Regions from separate parts of the Sus scrofa genome. Here region 1 is linked to region 2. The links are chromatin contacts, called in public Hi-C maps. All regions are on one chromosome and are shown on one strand. Each heading gives the region's core, a stretch centred on a gene start, on an enhancer-like site or on the middle of the called end of the contact. The rest is flanking DNA. Distances are from core to core; before and after follow the strand shown. Region 1 has its middle 20 kb from the start of SPESP1. Region 2 overlaps ANP32A (acidic leucine-rich nuclear phosphoprotein 32 family member A).

The links. A called contact is a pair of places that touch in the nucleus more often than the background predicts.
Region 1: a contact with region 2 is called in a Hi-C map of embryonic fibroblasts, with 2.4 times the contacts expected there. The contact joins two enhancer-like sites. A contact is called at or near these places in 18 of 47 Hi-C or Micro-C datasets (alveolar macrophages, embryonic fibroblasts, fetal heart ventricle and 10 more) and 2 of 2 datasets of contacts at active chromatin or transcription factors (alveolar macrophages and skeletal muscle).

The regions. Positions count from the first base shown.
Region 1 is chr1:166,795,681-166,801,507 of Sscrofa11.1, reverse strand. No RefSeq gene overlaps it. Among named protein-coding and RNA genes, the nearest start is that of SPESP1, 20 kb to the left of the region's middle. Within about 2 kb of position 3,432, at least 8 of the 83 cell types and tissues checked have an H3K27ac peak or open chromatin away from gene starts, as enhancers often do. A contact at or near this core is called in embryonic fibroblasts, where this site is marked.
Region 2 is chr1:166,677,345-166,683,062 of Sscrofa11.1, reverse strand. All of the region lies in intron 1 of ANP32A (acidic leucine-rich nuclear phosphoprotein 32 family member A), which reads left to right. Among named protein-coding and RNA genes, the nearest start is that of ANP32A, 24 kb to the left of the region's middle. Within about 2 kb of position 4,227, at least 53 of the 83 cell types and tissues checked have an H3K27ac peak or open chromatin away from gene starts, as enhancers often do. A contact at or near this core is called in embryonic fibroblasts, where this site is marked.

The DNA of each region.
Region 1 (5,827 bases), core at 2,183-4,682, 120 kb before region 2:
CATCATTCTCTTTTACTACTATCTGTTTTAGAACAAAACCACCACAAGACATGAGGTTGGTTGTCAATAACACAGTGTATTGATTTTTTAGTTATTTAACTCACATGGGGTACAGTTTCAGCAGGACCACACACTCTCCGAGCCTCTTCTTTCATTACATATTCAAAAGTCTGTATCACTCAACTACCTCGACTTTCAGCTCTGGGATCCCAAATCGAGGGCTTCTGGGTTTATATCACCCAGGTGTGGCAGCAGCCTCGGGTGATCTTCAGAAAGCTGAATCTCTGCTGGGTTCTTTAAAAATTGCAAAATTTCTACATTCATCTTGTATTTAGTTGTAAAACACTCTGCTGTGACTTCCATAAAGGCCATTACCTAATAGCATGTATTGTTGCTGTCGTCATATAAATGCATCCAATAAATTAGAGAGAGGTTGGCAGTTTAGGGGAGAGGACAGCAGTGTATGGAGCTGAATGATCCTAGTCTAAGTGCCTGTTTCAGCATGAAGGAGAAATAGATGATTTCTGTTTCTCTCCAGAAAAGACTCCTTGACTCAGCCAGTGAGAAACCAGCCATCCTGTAAGTTCAGAGTGTGTTATTTTCTGAAGGGTGTAGGTAGAGTTTGCCTGGACTGTCCCAGTTTTAGCCATGAAAGTCCTGTATCTAGGAGAACCCCTTAGTTCCTGGAAAACTCTGAGGATGGGTCACCCTTGCAGTGCAAACAGGCACAGCTACACATCTATTACTTTGTCATTCTGCAGAAATAACAAGATAGTTACTAAAAATTGTGACACATTTTAACATTTACATGTAAGAAAATAACCTATTTTAAACACCCCAAATGTACTATTCATTGTGCTTGTGCTAGGCACAAGATAATTTCAGAATTTTAAACAATATTAATGTACGGGTAGTGTCCAGTAATGACACAAGTTAAAAATTGTAAGGTGAATATCTTCATTCTTGTTGGTCTATCTCTGTGACCACAAGAATAGCCTCATAGAGAGGACATGTTTAAGTCCTAAATGTGAAACCCTCTGTGGATATGAGGCCTGGGCCATGACAGGCTGATGGGTGGGATGGGGTGGGGTGGGGGTGAGTCAGTGGTTATCTCACCATTAAAGTGGCAAAATGTAAGAGACTTGGGAGGCAGGATTACCAAGGATGAAGTAAGCAGGCAATAAGAGAACACTAAAGGTCATTTAAAAATAATAATAAAAAGTAACTGAGTCACCATGCTGTACAGTAGAAAAGTGACGGAACACTGTAAACTAGCTATATTGGAAAAAAATAAAAATCATTATATATATTTAAAAGAAGCTGATCTGCTTTTTTGTTATCACTACTCCTGACAGATCGAAAAAGTGTCAATGATAAAATACTCTTCCCTGAAAAAAAAAAAATGTTATGGGTCTACCTTCTAAACAATACTTGTGATTATTGAGCTTTTTAAGAATATATCTAAGCTTTGAATTAGCACAGTTGTTTATCACTTATACTTTAGTATACTTTAGTGGGCATCATGCTTTACGTGGAAGCTAGTTTGCAGAACTCCCAGTTATACAGTTGACCCTAACACACTCAGCTATACACTTTTGTTTTGAGATTAAGTTCAAACCATTCAGGATCATACCAGCTCTCTTTAGTGTAGTGTGTGCTTCCAGAGCTTGTGATACAATTTTAGGTGCATTTAGACGGTAATTTTGACATAAGAAATTATGGCACACTGTTGTAAAGATGAAGAAGCAGAGCCTGGATTACCTCAGTTCCATCACTCTTTGTGACCTCTTGGATTTTTCACTTGTATTTGAAATTGCAAACAAATAGTGTGCCAGTTGTGAGACATATTTTTTATTGGTAAGTGTAAATTTTAGCTCACATGTGAAATATATTTAAAGTTTATGTCAATTTTTAAAAAATAGTCATTATAAAACTAAACAAATCAATAAAATTATTATTACAGAAAATAATCTTGTAGAGATTAGAGAATAAATGATGTTACATTAGTATTTGCATGTATCTGCTTTAATGTTAACTTTTTCTTCTGTTATGTTTGTCTTTTGTTTATAGGTCAAGTGGTCTGCCAAAGATCACACAGTTAGAAACTAAATGCACAGAAACTTCTGACTCTGATGTCAGTACTTTCCACAACCTTGCAATCATCTTTCACCATCTGTTCCTGTATACTTTTAAAGTATAATTCAAGGTCTAAAAAAATTGAGGTCTAGAAGTTCAGCTGCAAAAGAAGCTATTGTTTAAAAGGAAAAATGTCTTTCGTGTGCAAAATTTTATTTTGCACAAAAGTAGCCATGATTCTCCCAAATGTTTTCTTTTTTTCCAAATGTAAATTAATGCCTGTGAGACCTTCTAGACAGCATCCCTATAAACTGGAGGCCCCTCTGGAATGGTCTTCAGTGAGCACATAGAAGAGCTTGTTAGAAGCTAGAGCAGAATCAGGACAATTCGGGGTTTAGTACCCCATCCCTATAGGCTCAAGGGTAAGATGAGACCCACACAGGGCTCTAAGAGTTAACTGCAGTGTTTGGGAGAGACCCATAGCAGACACTTGAAGATGTATTGTATTGCGTGTCTGCGTGGTCAATTCCATCCCATCGTAAATAGACCCTCAGCATTGTCACAGAGTGTTCCATTATGCTGTTAATGACAGTATCAGGTGGAGATATTTTATATACCAATGAAGGCATAGGTTGTTTCAAACCTTTCCATTTTCTTCCCAGTCTAACTCAACCCTTAAGTGATGAGTCATACCAATACTATGAAGTACATGTTACCACTCTCTGCTTCCAAGGACAGGCATTTATGGGTTTTTCCTCCCACATGGGGAGGGAACATAAAAATACAATGTCAACACAAACACTTGATATTTATTATGAAAGCATGGTGAACCAAGGTGCATGTTTAACTTTAGCTTTAATTTAATTTAGACATTCCAGTCTAGCTAGCATGGGCCCTCCACAAACAGTTCCGAACATTTTCTGCTCTTAACCTTTGAAGAGGCTGTATAACTGAGCCTGAACAATTTGGCTTGTTTGTTTACTAATTTGTAAAAGAATGAACTCAAAATGTCAGATGTGTGAAAAGTGAAATATTTTAATAACGTATTAATAATTGAATGGATAACACAACTCTGCCATCTTCACTGGATTATTTTTCAACTCAATCCTAGCACCTGTGCTCAATTCTGACATGCAGGAAAGGCTGTGGAAAGCTCAGAGAAACTTGGCGTATGTTCTTGCTTTGGCATCATTTAGTATATTTAAACCCAGTGGTGTACCCTGAGGCAGACAATGTTTTCGCCACGGGGTTTTAAATATATTAAAAGACATATTCCAGCAGCATACCAGAATGCAGCCCTGCTGGGCTGTCCCTGGATTTCGCAGCGTCTCTGGAATGTCTGGGCAGCCTATTCTGGCGCTGTCCTTGGGCAGGCAGCCCTCCTTTCCCCTCCTCCCATGACAGAATTCACATTCTCTTTACTTCATATGGTCCATTAGTTCAGTAGACACATTGGCTGTTATTTATTTTCTCTGTTTGTGAGTTGACTTTTTTTTTTTTAATTTTTGAACTTCCCTTTAGGAGTGTATTTTAAAACCAGAATCAGTCAGGATTTCTCCTTTAGCAATTTAAGAAACTGACTCTCCTATTTTTAGAATAGTGCATGCAAACAGAAATCAAAATGTATTGCTACCAGGGAAAATTAAATGATATTAACTTACAAAATGTGAAATGGGCAAAATATTCATGAATAGAAAGTAGAAGTGAGCCAATCCCTTGTTTGTTTTTCCAAAATATAAGGGAGGAAAAAGCTAGCCTCCATTTTTACCTCAAAGAAATAACAAAATAGAGCAAAACAGATCCAGACTGAAGCAATTCAAGTCCTGGCAAAACTGTTCTCTCTAGATCAGCAATAAGGTAGGAACATGAGGTCTTGATGACATTATAACTTCACTTACTAATAATTACATGAAAATAGGAATTATTCAATATAGTATTCAAGTCACAGGTTTTTTTATTTGGGGGAAAAATACACTAGATCCTCTTTTCATACCTTATGCCAAAAAATGTGTAGTTAGATCAAGGAGTTAAATACCTAAGCATCAAGCCATCAATGAAAAAATAGAGTTGCATATATCGGGTTCTATTCATCAAGCAGAATATCCCTTCTAAATGAGGAATAACTTTAATAATTTAATAATTTTAAGAGCAATGATGGAAAGTAGCAGCATGTTTAACAACATTAAAATGTTTAAACTTTCTATGAGACTATAAACAAAAGCAAAAGACCAAGTAGAAGCTGGAAAAAGATTGCAACAAATATGGTAAGTGGTAAATATCCTAACCAAATAAAGGCCTCATATCAAACAGATCAATAGGCAAAAAATATAAACACATAACTCTAAAAAGAAGGAATAGCTAATTGACAGGCAAAAATACATTTTGCCTCAACTGTCTGCAATTTAATATAATAACCAATGCTATTTTGCCTAATTCAAGTAGTGTACATTATTTTAAATTAATGATTATAAGCAATTCTGGTCAAGACACAGCAAGATATTCATGATGGTGAGTGTGTAAAATTTTAATTTTCTAGAACTAGTTCCATCATACATAATCTGAAAAGTGGTGGTATTCTTTATTTAACATGATTGTATCCTTGTGATGTTGTTTAATGTAGATCCACTGGTTAATCAGATCCAGGTTCAGATTTTTTCCTGTTTAGTCAAGGGCACTGCCTATGTGCTGCTGTGCACTGCATTGTGTATCACTTCAAGAGGCACCGCATCTTTGGCTGTCTCATTCTTAGGAATGCCAAGTACCAGGGAGTAAACCACTTCTTTACACGGGGGATGTAACTCTGTTTCTTTTTGATAAATATAAAATAATCAAAATCATATTAAAAGTATCTTAGAAAGAAACCACAAAGTAAGTTCTATTGGTAAAATATGGGAGTGTTTTTCCTAATGTATGTTGTTAAAAAAACACTATTTTTAATGTTGAGCATGGGGTTGGTCATACATGCTTTTTGAATACTTCAACTTGCAAAGTGGTTGATTAAAATTTGGTACAATGAGAATGCCACCCAGAGAAGTCTTCTTTCAACATTCTACACCACATGGAAGAACCATCATCAAGATGGGTGAAGCCAAGACGCTTCTAAAAGCAGTACTAAATGTATTGGATTTTGATCTGTTTATCAGGCCAGGAATTTTCCAATTCCAAAATCTTCCACTCAGACTATGCATGTATTCTGTTTAGCCTCATTTACTCTCTGTAGTGGGAGTTCTGGCTCCTAGATAACCCTCTCCAATCTTTGTACTACATGAAAAAGCTCTTTGGCTCTGCTTAGAGTTGCTGAATGGGACACATCCGTACATGAATATGTAAGGTTTTAATAGATTCCATTTCTGGGAAAAGGGCACTATCCCTCATCATATTGTAAGCTCCATGGTCTTAGGCATGATTTTAAAAGTGTTAATAAAGATGCATGTATATACAGATGGCCGAGAAACACATGGAAAGATGTTCAACATCACTCATTATTAGAGAGATGCAAATCAAAACCACTATGAGGTACCACCTTACACCAGCCAGAATGGCCATCATCAAAAAGTCTACAAACAATAAGTGCTGGAGAGGGTGTGGAGAAAAAGGAACCCTAGTACACTGTTGGTGGGATTATAAATTGGTGCAACCACTGTGGAAAGCAGTATGGAGATTCCTCAGAAAACTAAACATAGAACTACCATTTGATCCAGCAATCCCACTCTTGGGCATCTACCCAGAGAAAACCACAACTCGCAAAAAC
Region 2 (5,718 bases), core at 2,978-5,477:
TGTTTCCTAGCACAGGTGCCCAGCTTTTGACAGATACTCTGTAAACATTGTTGAATGAATAAATCAGGCCTGTGGCCTAAACACATAATGCTTCTTTAAAGAGGGAAAGCATCAAATCATAGCATTTTAAGAGGAGGAAAGATCCAAGGCTCATCTCTTTGCAGGGCTTCATCATACAATATTATTAATTCATTTAATAATTGTTCAGTACTGTTCATGTGGAAAGTTCTTTGCAGAAGTCACTGAGCAGCCTCTGATGCATACACTTACAGGGACAGGGGCTCACTGATTTGTCAGAGCAGCCCATTCTTTGGTGGGACAAGCTGCAAAGATTTGAACACCCTCTTATGTTTTATGTTGGTCCAAAAACTGCCTATTTGTAATTCCTGCACACTGACCTTAGCTCTTGAGCTGCTGGAGAACACAGAATAAATGTACTCTGTTTGCATACAGCTCTCCTTCCAATAGTCGGAGAAAGATAGCTATCATGAGTTCCCCCACCCTCCAGCCTAAACATCACTAGTTCCTTCCATTGTTCTTCCAGTGTTACGGTTTGCAGATGCCTTCCTACCCTTGGTGCCTGCCTCAAGTTTGTTCTGCTTCGGGTGTCAGAATTTAAGGTCTGGACCCATCAGAACAGTGTTTTGGGACCCTGACCGAGGACGCTTGGTCCATCTCACTTGTTTCTGTCCACACAGCCTGTGTTGGCCATCTTGGCAGGGATCTCCTTCATGAGCTTTTGATGAAGGCTAACTAAAATCTCTAGGCTCTTTTTTTACATTATGTCTATTCGTCTAGCCCCTCCCTGACTCAGCAAGAATCGTAAAGGTTTGGGGGTTTTGTTTTGTCTTTGTTTTTAGCATCTTGAGATTAAAGCAGCTGTAGATCTGTGAACAGCAAAGAATGCAACCCGTGCTCGATTTCACAAACCAGTAAATATAGGTAAAGTTCTCTCACCAACTCTGGAAGTACAGAAAAACCCACTGAGCCTCTAACTTTCTTGCTTCTGCCCTCTTTTTGATGCCTGTGTCCTTTTCACAGAGTCTTTCTGTAGCTTACTCTCCCTCGGTGTTCCGTCCCTCTCCCCTCCTTCCTTCCTGGCTCTCATTCCATTGCCCCGTTTCTCCCTTCCAGTTAGTAGTGTATGGAATTAACATTACTCCTTAGCATTTCCTGCACTTCCATCCCCAGTACTTTTACCTTCATTTCCAGACTATGGCAAGCTGCACATCACATTTCTCTAAGGCAGAAAGAGATGAAATTGCTTCTTATGTGTGACCCTTGGCTAATTTGTTTTGTGGTCTTGGATAGAGAAAAAAAACTTACAGCCCTCAGCCTTAGGTTCTTTTGCATGATTGGTTCACATTTCTGCCCAAATCAGCGGTTTCCAGTTGGTGGTTGGACACAAGGGCCTCAGCACCGCGGTGTTTGCTCTGCTTCTGTCATTGCCAATGCTGCTGTCATTTTGGTAGAGGTGGCAGGGAAGGAGGCCAAGGTCGAGGGTTTCTTCTCTGAGCCACTTAGCCTTTCCCCGCCTCTTCTGCCCTCCCAGCCCTCCTGGGCAGTGTGGGGAGGCAGGCAGGAAGGCGGGAGGGCTGGGGTCAGGCCCGGGGCTCTTTTCCTAACAGCTGTGTTCTTTTTCCTCTTTTGTTTCCTCTTGCTTCAAGGAGTTCACCGTGGAGAGGCCTGTCATGCTGGGGTGTAGACCCCAAGTTAGGAGGATTAAGACTGGCCCCAGGTTAGGTTCTACATTGGGCTAAACTGTGTGACCTTGGGTGAGGAGCTGGATTGAATCCAGTGGTTCCCCAGAGGTGGCGATGATGGTGTCCTTTAGTTTCTGAAGCACATTTCTATAGCCAGCTGGAAATTCGGCAGAGGCCCGTACTAGCCTGCCAGAAGTGTCCTGTCCTGAATCTGAATGGCCTGGTGTCTTTTTAAATGGGCTATGTTGCTAGGCTGGGAAGGGGCTGTGATCTGCTGGCTCATGATCGCTACATGGTGATGCCACGGAAATTAATTAACTTTTGTTGTGCAAACCATTCTTCCACTTGGTCCATGGGGAGTGGATGGCTGTCTCCATCCACACCAGACCCACCACAGAAACTCTGAGCTATGTCCCCTTTTCACACCTTGCTGACTCGACTCCGGTAGGATTTCCACAAGTGGTCCCAGCCCAGCTGGGCTTAAATCCCTGAAATTAATTTCAGGAGTCAAAATCAGCCAAAAATCAGGCAGCTGAGACAGAGGGCCAGGAAGCCATTTTCGCATCTTTTTGTGTATTTTCCCAAGAGTAGAGTTGGGGTGCTTTGCTTCAAAAATGAATAAGGGGTCAGAGCCATTGCTCTCCCCAACTCCATCCTTTCTTCTAGGGTGAGTGAGCTGGTTCAGTTTGACCACTTAGCCAGCCCCTCTGGGCAGGGCACCAGAAGGGGATACCAAGATCTCAGACCTTACCAAGGCCGTGTCTGGGGGAGAGACTGTGAGGAAAGACTGACAGGTGTCTTGTGGCCAAGCAGCAGCTCTCTGGGTGCCCTGGTGGGGGACAGGGTGTGTTCCCTGGGGAGGGATGGGAGGAGTGGAATTCCACTTGGCTTTGGGTTCAAGGAAGTGAGGCCTGGGGAAGCACTTCATAAACGATTAACACAGGGAGGAAATGCCAGGTGGTGTGAAGTGTGTGCTGCCAGTCACGGGCAAAGGGGTGGTGCAGGAACAGGCTTGAAAAGAGACATGGGGATTTAGTCAGGGGGCATTGATGGTCAGGGGGCTGGGAGTCCTCCTCTGGATTTGGCGCCTGATCCCCATGCCGTTTAAAGGCTTTTGGACAGAGAGCGACTAGACATGATGTGATGTGATCGAAGCAGTGTTTTAGGAAGGTGGCCCAGGATGTACCCTCTCCGCTCTCTGGGCCTTCCTCATCAAGCTCCTTGGGGCTCTTCTGTTGTGTGGGGCCAATGCGGTGGCTCCTAGATCATCGTGGGTGGTGTGGGTCTTTTTATGAACCACAGGATCATAGAGCAGTCATTAGGACCCCATGAGTCCACGTGCCTACTCCCTGCTGTCCTGTAGGGTGATAGGCATCACATGGGGCAAGGCCAGATGCCCATATTTGAAACCAGCACCTTGAGCACAGGGGGCTGTTTTTATGATCCTGGTGTGTTTTAAGAGACTACATGATTGACTTTCGCATTTCGGTAATTATCCGGGATAATTGCCCAGCGTCCTAGATTTCCTTTCTAGCATCCTTCAACCATGACTCCTGGGCTCCTCTGGCCTCTGAAGTCCCCCACCTTCTGTTGAGGAACATAACTGAGTTTGGATGTGGGACGGGACTAAAAGTGGATGGGCCCAGTGAATTTTGGAACTAAAAGGGATCTCGTGTCTGTGCTCCATTGTTTAGTGTGTGGATTAGAGGACTGCAGAAGCCCAGAGAGTGGATGTTACTTCCCCCAGGGCACACTGCAAGTCAGTGGCAAAGTGGGGCCCAGAGTCCAGGTCGTTAGACTGCCTGATGAGCATCCTTTGCACCACACCTCCATGTTTCTTGTCCCCCTTTCCCCGGCCACCGTTCAGACACCACCTGCTGGTAACTGTGCCTTCACTGGACTCTGCTTCCACCTCCTGCTTCTTCACGCCTTCCATTACCTGCTGAAGGTAGCACAGGACAGCCACTTAGAAGCAGCCTGCTTCACTTGATCATGTCATTCATGCACCAGTTCCAGAACCCTCATCTCTTCCTGTCCCCGTTGCACTTCCTTTCCCCCAGACAGCCTTCTGGGCCTATTCTCTGCTGCTCTGGGAATCTTTTACCTGCTCTTAAATCAGGCAGGGCTAGGGCAGGAGCTGGGCAATCAGGGAAGGCTTCCTGGAGGTGGAACTGCCAAGTGTCTGAAGTAGAATAGAATCTAGACTGGCTGGAAGAGAGGAACGAGGTTTGAGGGGAGGAGAGCAAAGGCATGACATGAGGGAGGGGCCCAAGCTCTGCCAGGCTCACTGGCTAAACAGGCCCATCTGACAAGCCCAAAGCCCAGGTCCGACAGCAATTGCACCAGTTCTTGAGTTACTGAGTCTGTTCTACTGGCCAGATGAAGCATCTGCAGTGGAACCAGCTCCTCTGTCTTGGTGAGGCAGAAACCAAGTCCTCCTCAAGCTTGGGGGAGGAGGTAGGAAGCCGGTTCCAGGCAGCGAGGGAGCCAGTCACAGGGTTTATGTTAATACGGGCCCTCCCCCAGCCGGCGCTTAGCCTATTACCCGGGCCCTGCCGACAGCTTAATTACCGCTGCAGCGAGCCTCGGCCTGCCCTCCACGGTTCCCTAAAATAATAAGGATGGCGTCACCGACTTCCCGCGGCCATGTGCTCCCACCCGTGCCTTCATAGCTCTATTGTGGGAAACAAACAAAATCCAGAGATCCAGATGCTTTTTTCTTGGAGATTTTTTTTGGGGAGCAGGGTTAAAGTAAGGTGGGACCCTGCCCCGTAGTTAAGATTTCAAAAGATCTCTAATAGGTATGGAGACCTGAGTCTTAGCTCCACTGAGGTTGCAGAATAACCTCCTGTTAGCAGAAACGAAAAAGCTGTGTGGTTGATTCTGTGGTCCTCCACCGGGGACTGTGATTTCTGATTAGAGCAGTGGTGTGGTGCTGTGCAGTGTGGTGTAGCAGAGAATCACCTATCTCGGGGTTCCTGGGCTCTAGGCCAACTCTGGACCTTGTTTCTTCCTCTAGCAAAAGAGAGCTGAACTAGACCAGCAATTTGCACACTGTGGGTCACACTTGTTAAAAAATCATCTTTTTTAATGTAATAGAAAAAAGTAATTGTAACAGGGCTAAGTTTTGTTTCAGTGTGTATGCCTGTTTACATGCAAAAATGTGCTTACTGAGCCAAGGTGTAAATGTATTTATTTTTTTGACTGTGGGCTATGGTCAGAGAGCCACTGACCTAGATGATCCCGAAGGCCTTTCTAGCTTTCATAATGTCCAGATTTTCTCCCAGACTTGTTCCCTATGGAACCTGACAGGATTTTTCAGTTTTGCCACACTGACTCCTAAGCAAAACTAGAGATTGTATGGTTAAAACTACAAAACCACAAGCATCTATCCCTCCTATCGAACACCTGGGAGGAAGCCCATCTCCCCCTGCATTGGTGTCTCAGACAGTTTGGCCTTCAAGCTAGAAATGGGATCTGCAACAGGGGATGGCCCATTTAAAAACTGACCTATTTAAAACCCATGAGCACTGAAAAAACACGGGGTCAATCTGATTTAAGTTGTCTTCTTTTGCGAAGCTGGGACCTGAAAGCTAAATTGGTCGGGGACTGACAAGGTTGAAACCAAAGTTACAAATATTTATTGCATTCTTGTTCAGTGAAAGAAAAGATCAAGCCTCAAGTTTAGTGGAAAAAACTACACAAAAGGAGGTGTGGGTGTAAAGTCCAGCAGGGTGCATTCTGGGCACACCATCTTCACTCTCCAGAATGTGGAGAGGCCTTCATTCCATGAAGAAGCTCTGCAGACAGCGGAGGTGACTCAGAGCTGTGGGCCTGCCTTGGTTCCCATTCTTGTGCCTTGACTGCAGACGCAGCAGTGAAGGTGGCTGTGCATTGAGAAGGCAGGTGGCTTTTTCCAAGGTGGGGGTGCTCTAAGTGCACTGTTTAATTTAATCCAACCCCAGGTGATGGGCACTATGGTCATTGGAGGAAGCGGAAGCTTCAGAGGTGAGAT